Regions from separate parts of the Sus scrofa genome. Here region 2 is linked to region 1. A link is a contact called in public Hi-C data. All regions are on one chromosome and are shown on one strand. The core of a region is the stretch at or near the end of the contact, and the rest is flanking DNA. Distances in the headings are between cores, read along the strand shown.

What was found. A called contact is a pair of places that touch in the nucleus more often than the background predicts.
Region 2: a contact with region 1 is called in a Hi-C map of epiblast stem cells, with 1.8 times the contacts expected there. A contact is called at or near these places in 3 of 5 promoter capture datasets (fetal liver, fetal skeletal muscle and liver), 25 of 47 Hi-C or Micro-C datasets (adipocytes, alveolar macrophages, embryonic fibroblasts and 15 more) and 2 of 2 datasets of targeted methods (alveolar macrophages and skeletal muscle).

The regions. Positions count from the first base shown.
Region 1 is chr5:41,632,194-41,640,137 of Sscrofa11.1, forward strand. DNM1L (dynamin-1-like protein) reads right to left here and starts at 3,865. Exons shown (of 19, transcript XM_021092060.1): 1 at 3,614-3,865. The coding sequence starts at 3,715.
Region 2 is chr5:41,899,620-41,907,563 of Sscrofa11.1, forward strand. It overlaps BICD1 (protein bicaudal D homolog 1), which reads right to left. Exons shown (of 9, transcript XM_003481668.4): 9 at 1-4,080. Among named protein-coding and RNA genes, the nearest start is that of FGD4, 24 kb to the left of the region's middle.

The DNA.
Region 1 (7,944 bases), core at 2,615-5,114:
ATTGCTTGGAAGCTGACACTTTGCAGCAAGAATGCCACCAAAATCAACATACTACTAAACAGCAGTATGCCCTTAGACTAGGCTTCCTAGCTTTTTCCAGTTTCATGCACTGTAAAATCAATGACTCACACTTTTCAATTTAGGATCTATAAACCATCTGCATCAGAATCACCTAAGGTGCCTGGCCTATCCCAGACTTACAAAATTAAAATCTTAGGGGATGGGGTCCAAGAAGCTTATTTTCAAAGTAATTCTTGGAGTTCCCGTCGTGGCGCAGTGGTTAACGAATCCGACGAGGAACCATGAGGTTGAGGGTTCGGTCCCTGCCCTTGCTCAGTGGGTTAACGATCCAGCGTTGCCATGACCTGTGGTGTAGGTTGCAGACGTGGCTCGGATCACGCATTGCTGTGGCTCTGGTGTAGGCCGGCGGCTACAGCTCCAATTCGACCCCTAGCCTGGGAACCTCCATATGCCGCGGGAGCGGCCCAAAGAAATAGCAAAAAAAAAAAAAAAAAAGTCAAAGTAATTCTTACAACACACTCAAGTTTGAGAATCACTTTTATTTAAAAGTTCCAAAAAATGGGACCTGTGGCCATTTAAAACTGAGGTAATGTGTAAGATGGAGATTATATCTATACTAGGAAGACATGATCACTGCCAGTGATTGAGAAGTTTACCAGTCAGAACTAAGTACAAAACATTTTCTATGTCTGGAACTCACTCATGGTACACTAATCCATTAAATATGAATGTGAGGTGCTATACATATGTTATACAACATTAAATGGCCTAGATGACAAAGTAGTGGTGAATCTGTATTTAGATAAAGTAGAAGAGGTTTTTTCCAACATACTAAGGAAAATATGGGAAAAAAGACATTGCTTCTATGCTCACTTATCTCTTCTGCACCTGAGTAATAAAGGACTGAATGTCAGCTAATAAGGACTTGAATGGAAATAACCCTAACTAAATCAAGCTTAAAAACTGAGTATTTCCCTTCCGAGTAATTCCAAACATCACCACATAAATGCCGCCTATAACTATCATTACTAACTAGTATGATTTTTGCTAGCACAAGTTAGTAGCTTTCACAATGGTCAGATCTTTTCTTTTCTTTCATCTTTTTTAGGGATGCACCTGCAGCATATGGAAGTTCCCAGGCTAGGAATCGAATTGGAGTTGTAGCTGCTGGCCACAGCCACAGCCACAGCCACACGGGATCCAAGCCATATCTGCGACCTACACCACAGCTCACTGGCAGCACTGGATCCTCACCCACTGAGTGAGGCCAGGGATCAAACCCACATCCTCAAGGATACTAGTCAGATTCATTTCCACTGAGCCACAATGGGAACTCCAGATCTTTTCTTTTATATCCTGCCCTCCTCTCCTAATTTTGCAAACAAGTTCACTCACTGAAATAAACTCCATTTTCTCCAAGAAAAATCCTTCTTGGGAGTTCCCATTGTGGCGCAGCAGAAATGAATCTGACTAGGTAACATGAGGTTGTGGGTTTGATCCTTGACCTCACTCAGTGGGTTAAGGATCCAGTGTTGCCATGAGCTGTGGTGTAGGTTGCAGACACAGCTCAGATGCTGTGCCTTCGGTGTAGGCCGGCAGTTGTAGCTCCGATTTGACCCCTAGCCTGGCAACCTCCATATGTCGTGGGTGCAGCCCTAAAAAGCAAAACAAACAAACAAACAAACAAAAAAACTTGCTGGCTCAGATCTGAGCACTGGCCCAGGAACTCCATAAGCCACAGAGCAGCCAAAAAAAAAGAAAAATCCTTGATTTTAAACTATGTTGACACACTACAGCTGAGTCTTAATGCTTCATGCTTAAAAAGCATTGAGAATATCTTACAAGTGTATGGAAAAGTTTCTGGTCTACAGCTAGGAAACACTTCCAAATTACTACCAAAGATTTAATTTATTTCATCTCCTCTAATTCTATTTACAAAACAGATCAGTTTTGATGATAAAAGCCCAAATGTTTTAAAAATACTACCTAGGAGTTCCCATTGTGGCTCAGCAGGTTAAGAACCTGACTAGTGTCCATGAGGATGCGGGTTTGATCCCTGGCCTTGCTCAGTGGGTTGAAGATCTAGCACTGCAAAGAGCTATGTTGTAGGCCGCAAACGCAGCTCAGATCTTGCATTGCTGTGGCATAGGCCAGCAACTGCAGCTCCAGTTCGACCCCTAGCCCAGGAACTTCCATATGCCATAGGAGAAGCCCAAAATAAATAAATAAAATAAAATAAGGAAAGTAAAGCAAAGTAAAATAAAATAAAATAAATACTATCTAGCAACGCATTCAAAGTATTTATGGAGCACCTACTACATACTCCAGACTGTTCCAGGCTAGGGATAGGAACAAAGTAATGAACAAAATATACTTAAAACATTTCTCATAATTAGGCTGATGATTCATTCTCTGGTCACTATAAACATTAACATCTTTATAATTTATAATAATTTATAAAGACTACAATGTGTAGGCAGGATTCAGCAGAATGTCAACGAAGTAAATTTGTTCCTGAAATAATTTCTACTATTTAACTACCTAAAAACCCCCCACACACAGCCACCTTACAAAGGATGGCTATGGTTTCCAAGGTTTCCAGTGTCTGGACATACCCCATTATATTTTGAACATTAAATTTCCTCTCAAAATATGTATACTGTATATTTTTAAATTGTAGCAAGATGTAGCGATGCACCTCCTAGAAAGAGAGGAAACTGTCCCCTTCCCAATAGAAAAATCATTAAAAAATGAAAGCACTTAATACAGTAAGCTCTTAAAATGCGTTTCCCCAATAAAAACGGCCTATAGTTGATTTCTCTTCAACCAAGAAAAGCAGGAGGCAGAGAAAATGAAACATACACTTCTCTGGCATTCTAGAAATAGCATTTATTTCCTCAACATTTCTGCATGTAAAAATGTGCTATCTATAAGAAAAACAACATCAAAAGACCAGAGAACCTTGATGCTCAATTTAGATGGAAGACAAAAACCACACAGCCTACGCAGAAAAACGGGATAACCCTTCCTAATACCCACAAACTCCAAGTACAAGTTGGTTTGGGTCTTTCTGTTTGTTTGTTTTTAACTGCTTCTGGAAACCTGAATTACACTGCAAGAAAACACTCAGGTGCCACACAAACGGCCTTCTCGGTCCGGGCCCCGCGGTTCCAAAACTGACTCCACAGCCCCTGAGGGAGGGAAATACCCCAACGCCCTGAAACCAAACCACAAGGGACTGCCAGGTCCCGCGTGCACAATGTGGCCTCGCGTGCCCCGCGCGTCCCCCAGGTGCCCTTGGAAGCAGCGGCCCGCGGGCGAAGCCGCGCCCGGTCCCCGCTGACTCCAGTTCCGCCTGCAGGTCCGTCCCTCCCCCATCCCGCCCCCGAGACCCGCGGGACCCGCCGCGCCGGCTCCGCCCCTCGCCTCCCGGCCAGGCCCTGGACTCCAAGCCCTGGGGCACTGCAGCCCCGGGTGCCCAGGCGCGGCGGCACAGGCCGCGAAGGCCAGCCTGGGAGCCAGCGCTGCCGCAGCCCCGTCCAGGCCCGTACCCCAGGTTCTGGCCTGGGCAGAGGCCGCCTTCGTCCCTCACCTGCGTTCCCACCACTACGATCTGAGGCAACTGGATGATGTCAGCGCCCACAGTGTTGAAGACGTCCTGCAGCTTGTTGATAACAGGAATTAGTGCCTCCATGACTCGGAAAACACGGGACCCCCGCCCGGCCGGCCGCGGCAATGAATGGGGCCGGGGCCCAGAGTCCTCCTTCCTCCTCTCCTCCGCCCTCTCCTCCGGAGCCGGCACCCATTGGACCCCGCCCGCCAGCTACCTGCCCCCTCCCGACAGACAATGCGCCAAGGGGGCGGTGCAGAGAAACAAAGGCTGCCGGGAGTTGTAGTTCTATCACGGAGGACTGCTGGAGCCTACAACTTCCAGAACGCTGCGCGAAGCTGGAGGGACTTGAGCTGGGAGAGAAGGGCCCTTGGGGCCAGGATGCTTGGCTGACTTCTGTCAAAAGATTAGGGAGCTAGGCTCAGAGAGTCGGCAGGAAGAGATATATTTATGCCTGTCCTCGGAGCAAAATGGGTGTGAAAATTCCGGGCACGAATACGTACTAAGTATAGCTGAGTCTCTTGTTTATCCAGCACGTCTTTTCCTAATAAGGATGCTTTTTCGTGTGTGTGTGTGTGTGTGTGTGTGTGTGTGTGTGTGTGTGTGTGTGTGTGTGTGTGTGTGTTGGGGGGAGGGAGGATTTGAAAGGCTTAAAGAATAGCTCTTAGCCTCAGATACCCCAGACCAGGTTGGAACACAAGGATTCTCCAGGATATTTGTTGAAATGTATTCAGAAAGAATCTGAAAGTGTCAGAGTTTTAGAGGGGAAGGGCTGAGCTCTCATTCTCTATATTCTGTATAAATCTTTATTCACTGTGGCCTGATTCTTAGCAAAGTGGAGATCTGATACCTGCCTTACTGGCTGTTTGCTAAGTGTCTTCTGTTCTATTCCTAAATGTTTTTCTTGTAAAACAGGTATCTCTCATTTATTGTAAACCTTTGAAGTTTCCTCTCTCAAAAAAAAAAAAAAAAAGGTGACATCGGAGCAAAGACCCAAGGTAGGTGAGGAGAAAGACTACTTGCCCACTTCATTTTTCTACATAGCATGTATCCCCATCTAACATGCTACATATGCTACATACTGACCTTGTTTACTATCTCTCTCCTCTAGATTATTAGCTCCTAAAGACCAAGGACTTTTGACTGTTTAATTCACTGATACATCCGTAGCCCCTGGAAGGTGACAAACAGGATATTCCCAATCGTAGTACCCTCTTAGTTTACAGTCTAATAGAGGGTGATGCCATTATAGACAAATAGGTTAAGTGCTTTAACTGGGTATTATGAAATACTTTTTCTAGCCCGAAGGGGAAGTGAAAGTTCATGCAAGACTTCCTAAAAGTCACTAGATATAATCTCCTTTAGAGCAAGGACCACCTCCAGTAGTGGAAGTTGTGCTTCAGTGGTTAATAGAACTTTAGGTACCCCTAACCTGCACAGCCATACACGGTAGCCCCGGGGAAGGGCATGCTTGATTTGTTCAGCAGGACACATGGTACTTAATAAATACTTTGAACAAATGAATTAAATATCATCTAAGCGAAGACCTAAAGGTCCACTAGTGGTGTTTCTGGCATCAAGTCTCAGGAACATTTCTTCTAATTCTTTTTTTGTTGTTGTTTTTGCTTTTTAGAGCCACACCCGCAGCATATGGATGTTCTCAGGCTAGGGGTCTAATCAGAGCTGTAGCCAACAGCCTACGGCACAGCCATGGCAACGCCAGATCCAAGCTGTGTCTGCGACCTACACCACAGCTCAGGGCAGTGCCAGATCCTTAACCCACTGAGGGAGGCCATGGGTTGAATCTGCAACCTCATGGTTACTAGTTGGATTCATTTTTGCTGCACCACTACAGGAACTCCCCTAATTCTTTTTTTATTTTCAGAGACATAATGAGACAAAAATTTCAGAACTCCAAAAATAGAAAGCAGACCAAAGAGATATATTCCAAGTCCTTTTATTTTCTACCAAAGATAATATTATATAACAGCCAGATGTTACCCACTTTGTTTCTCAGTCCTCTGTTGATGGAGCTTTTGTTCCCTTCTTTTTCTCTGAGAAGTCAAAGAAGAAAAGGCAGACGAATGGAGAGGGTAGGCTCACAGTGAAGCTTAAAATGCATAACCAGTAACTGCTTCACAGGGGCAGGGTGCCCTGGGGCAACAACAATGCAACAACAATTCTTTTTCCCTAATTCGTGGCACCAAAAGACATAGTCTTTTTTTATTTGCTAATTGCGAAATTTAAAGAGCAAGAATACATATACTCCCAAAAAAAGATGTATCATGAATTTCGTATGGCATTATGTACTTCCATTTAAATTGTGAAATACCTGTTCGGATGGAACATACAAAGCCTTGTATTAACATGCCTCAGTAACAGTATGGACAGCTTTTTAATTCCGTATTTTTTAGAAGGAAGAATGATGAAATGGCCAGTGCTCAAAAGTCCTCCTACCCCACCGTCAGCTAGGTTAAAGCAGGATTGTCCAATACTTGTTTAGATTCTAGAGCCCTGAATTCATTGTACACAGAGGAAAAAAAAAAAAAGTGTTTGAGGCTGCATAAACAGAAGTGGTGAGGCCTTGAAAAAGAGTGGCTCTAAGTTGATGACATTTTTTTTTAAAAAAACCCAAGGCAAGTTACTCTACGTGCAGTGTGTCTCACTGGAAACAAGCAAAGCAAATCTATTTGAGTTTTCACATTTTAATTTCAGAGCACTCTTGCTTGTGGGAAAGCCACTTAGCCAATAAGTACGTCTTTCCTCATCTAAAGTAAGATAATGATCATGTTAAGCCACTGTCTTCAAAGGCTTTACCAGGACTTAGAGGAGTTCCCAGACCGGGGTGGAATCCGAATGGCAGCTGCAACCTTCCCCACAGCTGACACAATACACTGGGCCAGAGATGGAACCTGTGCTGCACAGAGACAATGCTGGATCTTTAACTTACTGCACCACAGCAGTAACTCATCTCCAAAGGCTTTTTTAAAAAATTCTTCTCCTTCAGCCATCCCCCTCCTTCACTGTAGGTTTATGATTAGGGAGAACAGCTTAGTTGCAAGTCACAGAAATTTAACTCAAACTAACTGGCTCAGAAAGAGGAATTAACTAACTTGTATAACCAAAGGGCTGGCATGGCCTTAGCCTCAAAATATAACTGGAACCAGGGGATCAAGCAGCATCAGACTCTCTGCCTCTCATCCCTGTTTTCTCTGCATCATCTGCTTCATTCTCTCAAACCAATTTATTCTTGTGAATTAGGAGGGTGGCCAGTGGGGGAGGCTGGGGTAGGTACATCTCATTGAGCAAGCTGCCTCAGGGCAGATGAAGCTGAAGGAACCTGGGGAGGAACTGAAACTAGGTTTCCACCCTGTTTCCCTGGTGTATAAGTTTCCTATTGCTGCCTTAACAAATTACCACAGACTTAGTGGCTTAAAACAACAAAAATGTATCAGCTTACAGCTCGGTGGGTCAGAAGTCCAACACGGATCGCATGGGGCTAAAATCATAGTCTCATCAGGTTGCCTTTCTTTCTCTAGCGGTTTTGCAAGGGTCGATCTCCTTGCCTTTTCCAGATTTGAGATCTATTCTATTCCCAGCTGTTGACCCTCTTCCAGCATCCCCAAAGCTAGCAATGTCACATCTCTTTGACCCTTCTTCTGTCATTGCATGTCTCTCTGACCACAGCTAGGAAAGGTTCTCTGCTTCTTAGGAACTCATGATTATACTGGCCCACCTAGATATCCTAGGAAAATCTCCCCGTCGTGAAGTCTGTATCTTTCATCATATCTGCAAGGTCCCTTTTGCCATTTAAACTACACAGGTTCCATGGTTTAGGGTATGGACATGTTCGAGGGGCCATTATTCTATCACATCACGTTAAGGTGATTGGTCTAGGGATGGACCTGATGCAAACAGGGCCTTTGAGAAGACATCTCTGATCATTCTTAAACTTGAGTTAACCAGGTAATTTATCCTCTCTCCCTCCTCACCCCCCTCTCACTATAGAACTGTAAGTATGTCAATCACTGACTCCAGAGATCATGTTTTTCCTACCACATGGAATAAACTGGTCTTGGAGAATAAAGTAGAATCCTCATTCACTGAAAAAAAAAAATCCCCAAATCCAGTAATTGTCCCATACTTCTAAATGTACATATATAGGTCATAATCTAGGAATTCTAATCCCCATTGCTAATCACTCCCTCTTTTCCTTGTTGCCCTTTACACAAAATATTATTAAACTATTATTGAGTGTGTACTGTATGTAAGGCACTTTGCTAAGCATTTTACAATGTAGAAACTTAGCCTCC
Region 2 (7,944 bases), core at 2,817-5,316, 270 kb after region 1:
GATTATAACAAATTAGACATTAAATTTGCCATTCTTACCTCAGTAGAAAATATATTTAATTTCTTCCTTTTCATATTTTTAAATTTCCACTTGAGAATTGTAAGGATTTCATTTAATACAGACTATCAGGAAATGCCCACATTCAAAGTTGATTTATTTGACTGGCATTTCACGCTTGTTTGAAACAGAAAAACTATCTGTACAGGAATATTTTCTAAAGCATTGAAAAAGCAAATATTGTAGACTGAAGATCCTTTTAAGAAAAGATAAAATTTGAGAGGCATTTGCCCTCCTGAGGGGTTACATACCTTCTATTTCTGAAGTATTCCTGAGGATGTTTGTTGTTTTGGACTCTGACGAACTAGGTTTTGATAGTAAAATTACTACATTCTGGACAACTTTAAAGATATTAAGAAACAGAGCTGGAAGGAAAAGTAATGCCAACAATCTTCTTATGTTTCTTACCAAACATCTTGGAAAAATTAAGATTGCTATCCTATTTTTAAGGGATAAAATATTTTATGACTAGCCAGTATAACTTTAATGGGTTTTTATGTTTAAAATAAAGGAATCATAGGATTTTATAGAATCCAAGAATTATAATGCATTATCATTAGGGTATCTTGCCACATAACTTAATCCTTACTAGGCAACCAATAATATATAATTCTTAAAAAAACAAATCTTCCTATGATGATCAATTTCCACTGTTCTTTATTCATTTCCCCATCAAAAATCTTTTTCCTAGAGTTCACATAAATCCTTCACATTAAAGGCTATTTTTCTTATACTGGTCTTAGTAAGTCTACAGCTTTGTTAAAATTTTCTTTTCTTGAAGATCACTATTGGCCCTCTGCTTCCTTAAGCTAAAGTACAATCTTTATAAATAGGTCTTAATTATTTAATAATGTTCTGTTTTCTCAGTGTCCTCCAAGTTCTTCTTTGAAACAGAATTGGGTAAGAAGGGATCTAATGAATCAAGAGCTGTGGAAAGATTAATCTGAGGGTGCTATATGTCCCTGTGTATCCAGACTAAAGGCAACTTATTGCTCCTTTTTAATTTTTTAACTAAGAAAAATCCTCGGTAGGAGAGCACTTCTATTCTATTCTTTTCAGTATGGTGCTTGTGCTTGCTTTTAAAAAACTACCCGGTTACTTTGCTAGTCACTCTTGCTAGTTACCTGTAATCTTTGTCTACTGTGTTTGCAACAATTAGCCAGCATTTTAATTATATTTCTATAGTTGTTTTTTCTTAAGTCTGTCTTCAACTATTCTTACGGAGATTCATTCTTTTTTTTATATCCACTAGTTCTTCAATTTTCCAATTTCCTTTTGAATTCTGATGTTTCCTTACAGATACTGATTTCATCAATGCTACACATATTTGTTCATTTTAAGTGCCTATATGTAAATACAGATGTGGCTCATTTTATAATAAATGACGCCACAATATAAAAACATCAAATTTTCTCTTACTGGTTAGGGACTATTATCTAATTTTGTGCTGAAAATTAAACATTTATTTCCAAGTTTCTATATTTTTTTGGCAAAGTTTTGCTAAAATTAACATTTTTTATAGAATTACTATTTCAAAACAAACATTTCCCACTCTATTAATATGATGAGCTGAAATAAACGTAATATATGATAGACTTAATGATAAACTTTTTATTGGAAGAAATAAATGTTTTGTTTATGATCCGGCTCTTCAGCTGGTCACAAATACAGAGGAAGGGAGCACAAATGCCCAGTAGTTACACACAGACAATACTTACTGCTGAACCACCTGTACCACCAATGACACTGATGAGGCAATATAGGAAAATCTTCTGAGGTACTTTCAAAAAAGGCATATTTTCCCTCAGGCACAGTTTTTTTGTTTTTGTTTTTGTTTTTTAAATTAAAAGTCAACTTAGCAGCTATGCTACTTCTCAGGTCCAAACACATGATGCTTGAAAAAGAAAAAAAAAAAGAAAGAGCAGGGATGGGGGTGGGCAGCTTTCTTTAACTGAATTCTAGTAAAAGCCACACTGTCTCGGTAAGACTGGTAACCAGGCATTACCACACCAATAAAATGAAGAAAATGTTTAGCAACAGCAAGGCAATTCAGGAGGGAAGCAGCAAAAGGTTAGGGTGCCAGGGATCAGGCCTTTATGATTTGTTTCTTTTTCTGTACTTTAACCTGAATCCCTATTTTGGTGAAGATTTCCAACTACTCCAAGTTGCATAAGAAATGACACTGTGGAAAACAGCATTCATATAAAGAACTCAGAATCTCTTGGTTGCTTTGGTTAACAGTGACTGCTACTTAAGAGGTGTGTGACTGACCAGAGCTCCCGCCTGCTATGTGCTTTATGACTCACCAATGGGCTGCCGTCTTTGATGCCCCACCCCACTAGTGTTCCACTCACTTCCACTCATAAGCTGAGTGGCTCCCACTAGATCGCCATTGTTAGAGCCCTGCATTGTTAACTATCCTTTGTGTTAGCAGAGAGGATTGTTTTTGTTTTAAAGAGGAGTTACAGAAATCATTACATGAAAAGATCACACCCTTACGGTTTTAAACAAGTTAAGGCTACCTGACTAGACAAGGAATCAGGACTAGGAGAAGGTGTGTGGGCAGCACGCAATAGTTAAGGAGCCCAAGAAGGATAGACCTTTCAGCTCAATTAGCTGTTTTCCTTGTTTGTCAGATTATGTGCAAAATAAATTTTGCTATGAAAATCCACTGCCTTAAATTAAGTCATAAAAGTTACCCAGCAGAATCTATAAATTAACTAGGAACATGTATTATCTCAATATAATATGATTGTAGGCACCTGAGTGTTTGTCAAAAGTAGACCATGAGCTAAGGTTATTACCTATTGTTTTTTGGCAAGGAAGATTCATTATGAAAAAAAAAAACCTAACAACAAAACATACAATTTTAATCAAACTTTGAACACTTTCTGGGTAAATTAGTTAACCAAGGCTAACTTACACCTATATATGTATGTATTTTCCCATTTATACTTGGTAACTTGTAGCAGGAAAGACTCATAGTAGGACCCTGAATTTGGGAGAAGTAAAAAAAAATTCTGGTCAGTAAATAAAACCACCATCTCCCCCTCCATGTTATTTAGCCTTCTTTAAGTCATCACATACACACATACAGACACAAAGGAGCAGCACCAGTGCGTCCACTTGACTGCAATTTAAAAAATCAAAGATGCCATCAAAAGTTGAATAAGTCAATGAATCATAACACAGTCTCTTTTTTAGATTTACTTAACAATGTCCAGTGAAGAATATTAGTTAAAAAAAAAACAGCAGTTAAATGAGCTACTGATTAGAAAATAAGTGCATAAACAATATCAGTGTAGCAGCAAAATACAGTTATTGTTAACATTCCAATGCACCTCACTTATCGTTTTGTGCAAGAAAAATGACCACAGTCTGGCCAATTCCAGATTTTAAACTAAATTAAAACTCATACTTAACTGAGCAAATTATGAATATTTAAAAATAAATGAAGTTCACCTCTCAGAAATGATTTTTATAGACATAAATCATGTGGAAAATAAAGTACAAAATAAATATCAATGACCAAAAAATTAGAATCAAGTTCTATAGCTGAATTTGAAGTATGAGGAAAGATGATATTACAATACACGTATTTTACATTGCCTTAGGTCTCTCTTATGCTATCGAGGTAAAGCCAGCCATCTGAGATACATATTTCCTGCTATGATGTGTTTTGATTTAACTGAACTGTAGCCATTTGATTGCAGACGTTTATCTGTGACTTAGAGAAACCATAAAATGTTTTATCACACCGGAGTCTGTGCTTTGTGTTATTATTCTTCTCAACATCCTCTCATCTTCCAAAATGATGGCCATTAATCCCATCAAACATCTAACCACGGAGAAGAAAACACCGCTGGATCTTGGGCAGTATCCTGTGTGTGGCTACAAAACGTTCACCCCAGGTGTTCGTCCGCGGGAGGTGAAGACTAGGGGTAAGGAGGCTTGGAGAGACAGTGGAGAGGGGCGCACTGCGAGCTGGAATGTGGCTGCTCCTCGGGGAGAGCTACGTCAGGACTGAAAAGGAGAAACAAGCGTGTCAGCAAGAAACACACTTACAAGGGGCTAAGCTCTGTTGCAAGGGATGGACAGGCCCAGAAATCTGCACAGAAGATGGCTTAAATCTAATGCATGACAAGATAACTGCGGCTTTTCCAAAAACAAACAAAAAGCACACACACACGCACACACACACAAATGAAACGTGTTACGGAAGTGATTATGTGAACTCCGGGCTTGGAGTCATTCTTTTCAGTTTTTGCAGTCTCATCCGCCTAGGGTGTCTGATTTCTTTTGATCGGTTCTTTTCAAACTTGAATGTACATACCGGTCACCTGGAAGTGATTCTGATTCAGTAGGTCTGGCAGGAACTGAGAGTCTGCATTTCTAAAAAGCTCCTGGGGACAAAGATATGCTGGCCCCAGACTTTAAAGGATTCTATAGTTCTCCAGTAAATCTGGATTCAATAGGAGAATGAATTTGCTGTGGAAGTCTAATTTGCTCTAAGGGTTCCCCCATCTGCTTTAGCTTGGTAGTGTAAATATGACAAAAGAGTATGCATATAACAAACACCTGCTTCCAAAATGACTACTTCCGAGAGCCCCCAGTTTAAATGAACACAGAAATGTTCAGGCTCATCAATCTCTAGATGCATATTTTGAAGAACAAGGAAGAAAAATCATTGAATTTCCTAAGGTAATTCTATAAAACATCTTTGGGAAAGTCACACTAAGGGGATGTTTGTTTGTTGTTTGTTTTGTCTTTTTAGTGCCCTACCTGCGGCATATGGAGGTTCCCACGCTAGGGGTCTAATTGGAGCTGCTGCTGCCAGCCTATGCCACAGCCACAGCAAGGGCAGATCCGAGCCACACCTCAGACTACACCACAGCTCAAAGCAACACCGGATCCTTAACCCACTGAGTGAGACCAAGGATCGAACCCGCAACCTCATGCTTCATTGCTGGATTCGTTTTAGCTGCACCACGGCAGGAACTCCAGATTTTTTTTTAAATTGAAGAAGTCTGGCATTTTTCTAAAACTGCTTTTTTCCTTTATCCTAAGTTCCATAGAATTCATTTCTGACAGGAGAGTTATTTGAGAAAACTATTCAAGGTTTATTATTATTATTCATCATAGTTTTAAAAAAGCTACTACTACAGTTCAAGTCATTAAAATGAGCATTAAACACTTTTTATCTTTGTTACTGAAATTATCCTTCACATATATCTCTTGAATTTTATTTTATTTATTTTATTTTATTGGAGTATAGCTGCTTTAAAACAGTGTGTTTCAGGTGTACAACAAAGTGATTCAGTCATACATGTACTTATATTCATTCTTTTTCAGATTCTTTTCCCATATAGGTTATTACATAATATTGAATAGAGTTCTCTGTATATGCCTGCTATACAGTAGGTCCTATATGTCTTGAATTTTAAATGAAATCATAATTGTAGAAAATACTGCTCTGGTTCCGAAATTCTTTGAAGTGCCATAAATTTAGTTTAAAAGGATATATGCTCTTCTGTATTAGTTAGGACAACCAATGATAAAAATGATTTTTCCTGTCTTTTGGTGGGGGGGCATGGCCACAATATGCAGAAGTTCCAGGGCCAGGGATCGATCCCGCTCCACAGTAGTAATCAGAGTCACAGTAGTGACCATGCTGGATCCTCAACCTACTGAACCACCAGGGAACCCTTCCTACCAATTTTTAAAATGTGGTAGGTGAACATGGGAGAGCTGGAGGTTCAACGCAAGGACTAAGAAAATATTGCAGGATTCTTCTTCCAGCCAGAATCACATGGCTCAAGAAATAGAGCAGCAGACAGACTTCCCCACGGGCTAACAGTTTCTTTCTGTTAAATCTGCATGATATAAAATGGGTTTCTTTTTAGGGGACTAAATATAAATCTTGGCAAGTAGCACAGGGTGGTCCCATTGTACAAGAGGGATCAGTGTTTGAAGACCCTGTGGAGTTCAATACTTTTTTTTTTCCTTTTAAGCCCGACCTACAGCATATTGAAGTTCTGGGACTAGGGGTCAAATTGGAGCTGCAGCTGCTAGCTGATGCCACAGCCATGGCAACACCAGTTCCTAGCTGCATCTGTAAACTACACTGCAGCTTTCAGCAACACCAGGTCCTTAACCCACCGAGAGAGGCCAGGGATCAAATCCAAATTCTCATGGACACCATGTCAGGTTCATAACCCACTGAGCCACAATGTGACCTCAATACTCTTCTTGATAAAGGAAGCCAAGCATTTCTGTGTGACCAGCTGGACTGTGTAGTGATGGCTTAAACACAGGTTACAGCTCACCTGGACCCACACATTATGTTGATCATGATAATTTAAAATTTTCTTCATTATTTCTGATTTCTTAAATAGAGAGATTTTAAATATTCCATATTGTAGTATTACTATTTTCAGTTTGCATAAAATGCAACTGTACTGTGTATATTATGTGACAGAAACATATTTTTGGCATATAGATTAAGGAATCACTTCCTGAACACAAATACTGTATTTGATAAGTTTAAGTTTAGGTCAAATCATTTAAGGTACAGGATGAATTCCATTTCAGGTCCGACTGCTAAATATCTTTAGCAGCCCACTTTTTTTTTTTTTTAGGAGCCCCCTTGTTATTCAACCTTTATCATTTAAAAGCCTATGTTACATAGATAGACCATGCTGTAAACAGAAATATTAAGAAATTATTACTAAGACATAAAAATGGATATATCTTCAAAAAGTTTCTTTTTTTCCCCCCAAGTAAGCCACTACTTGATAGAACTAGAAAGGTGCTAAATATCAAACATCTGTCTATATTAAATATAAAATACAAGGCTGTAACACATTGGGCACTCCTTTCATATCATATCTCTAAACAGCCTTAATAACCGGGCTCTACAATGGAATCAGTCTGCAAAAGCATATATGGAAAAGTTCTCCATTTCCAAACGTGAGAAATGCTCTTTTCCTCAAAATGATACACCTAAAAATTTATTTTCAATATACGTTTAAGCTACAGGAAGTATAAAACAATTTTTTAAAGTGCGAAACAGAGACAGAGAACATCTGATCTGAAATCACTCGACATTCTAGGAAGGTTTTCTTTTTCATCAAATTAACTTTCCTTCTCAACTCAGGGCTAAAGAGTCAGTGGGAGTGATTTAAATATGCTCTGACTTAGTTCGTCACAGTATCACTAATGGGGGTGGGGTGGGTCTCATCAGAGCCCAGTGGTGTGTGGGGTGCCCAGGAGAAGGGGTGCAGAGTCACTGGGATCAATGGCTTTCAGGATGGGTGACCCTGGACAAGTCATTTTACATCCCCAAACCTTGGTTTCCTCTTTTTATTTGAATTTTACTTTTTAAAATTTACTTTTTATTTATTTTTTCTTTTTAGGGTCAGATCCATGTCATATGAAGTTCCCAGGCTAAGAGTCAAACTGGAGCTACAGCTGCCAGCCTACGCCACAGCCACAGCCATGCCAGATCCGAGCCACGTCTGTGACCTACACCACAGCTTGTGGCAATGCCAGATCCTTGACCTACTGACTGAGGCCAGGGATGGAACTCGCAGCCTCATAGACACTATGTCGTGTTTTTTAACCCACTGAGCCACAACAGAAACTCCCTCCTCATTTTAAAATGGGTGTAATAACTGCTTACCTAGAAGTTCCCTTTCCATTTCTTATCTAATTGAAACACTTAAAACTATGGCCTTCTCTATTCTTTGCCCAAGAACATTAGAGAGGTTATGAAAGAGAATGAAAGAGACTGTAGACCCTTGTCTTGAGAAATGGTTAGGTGCTAAGCACAGTTAGTAGTAGTAGTAACAGATAGTCAAAGCATACTCTGGGCCAGGCCTGCGCCTC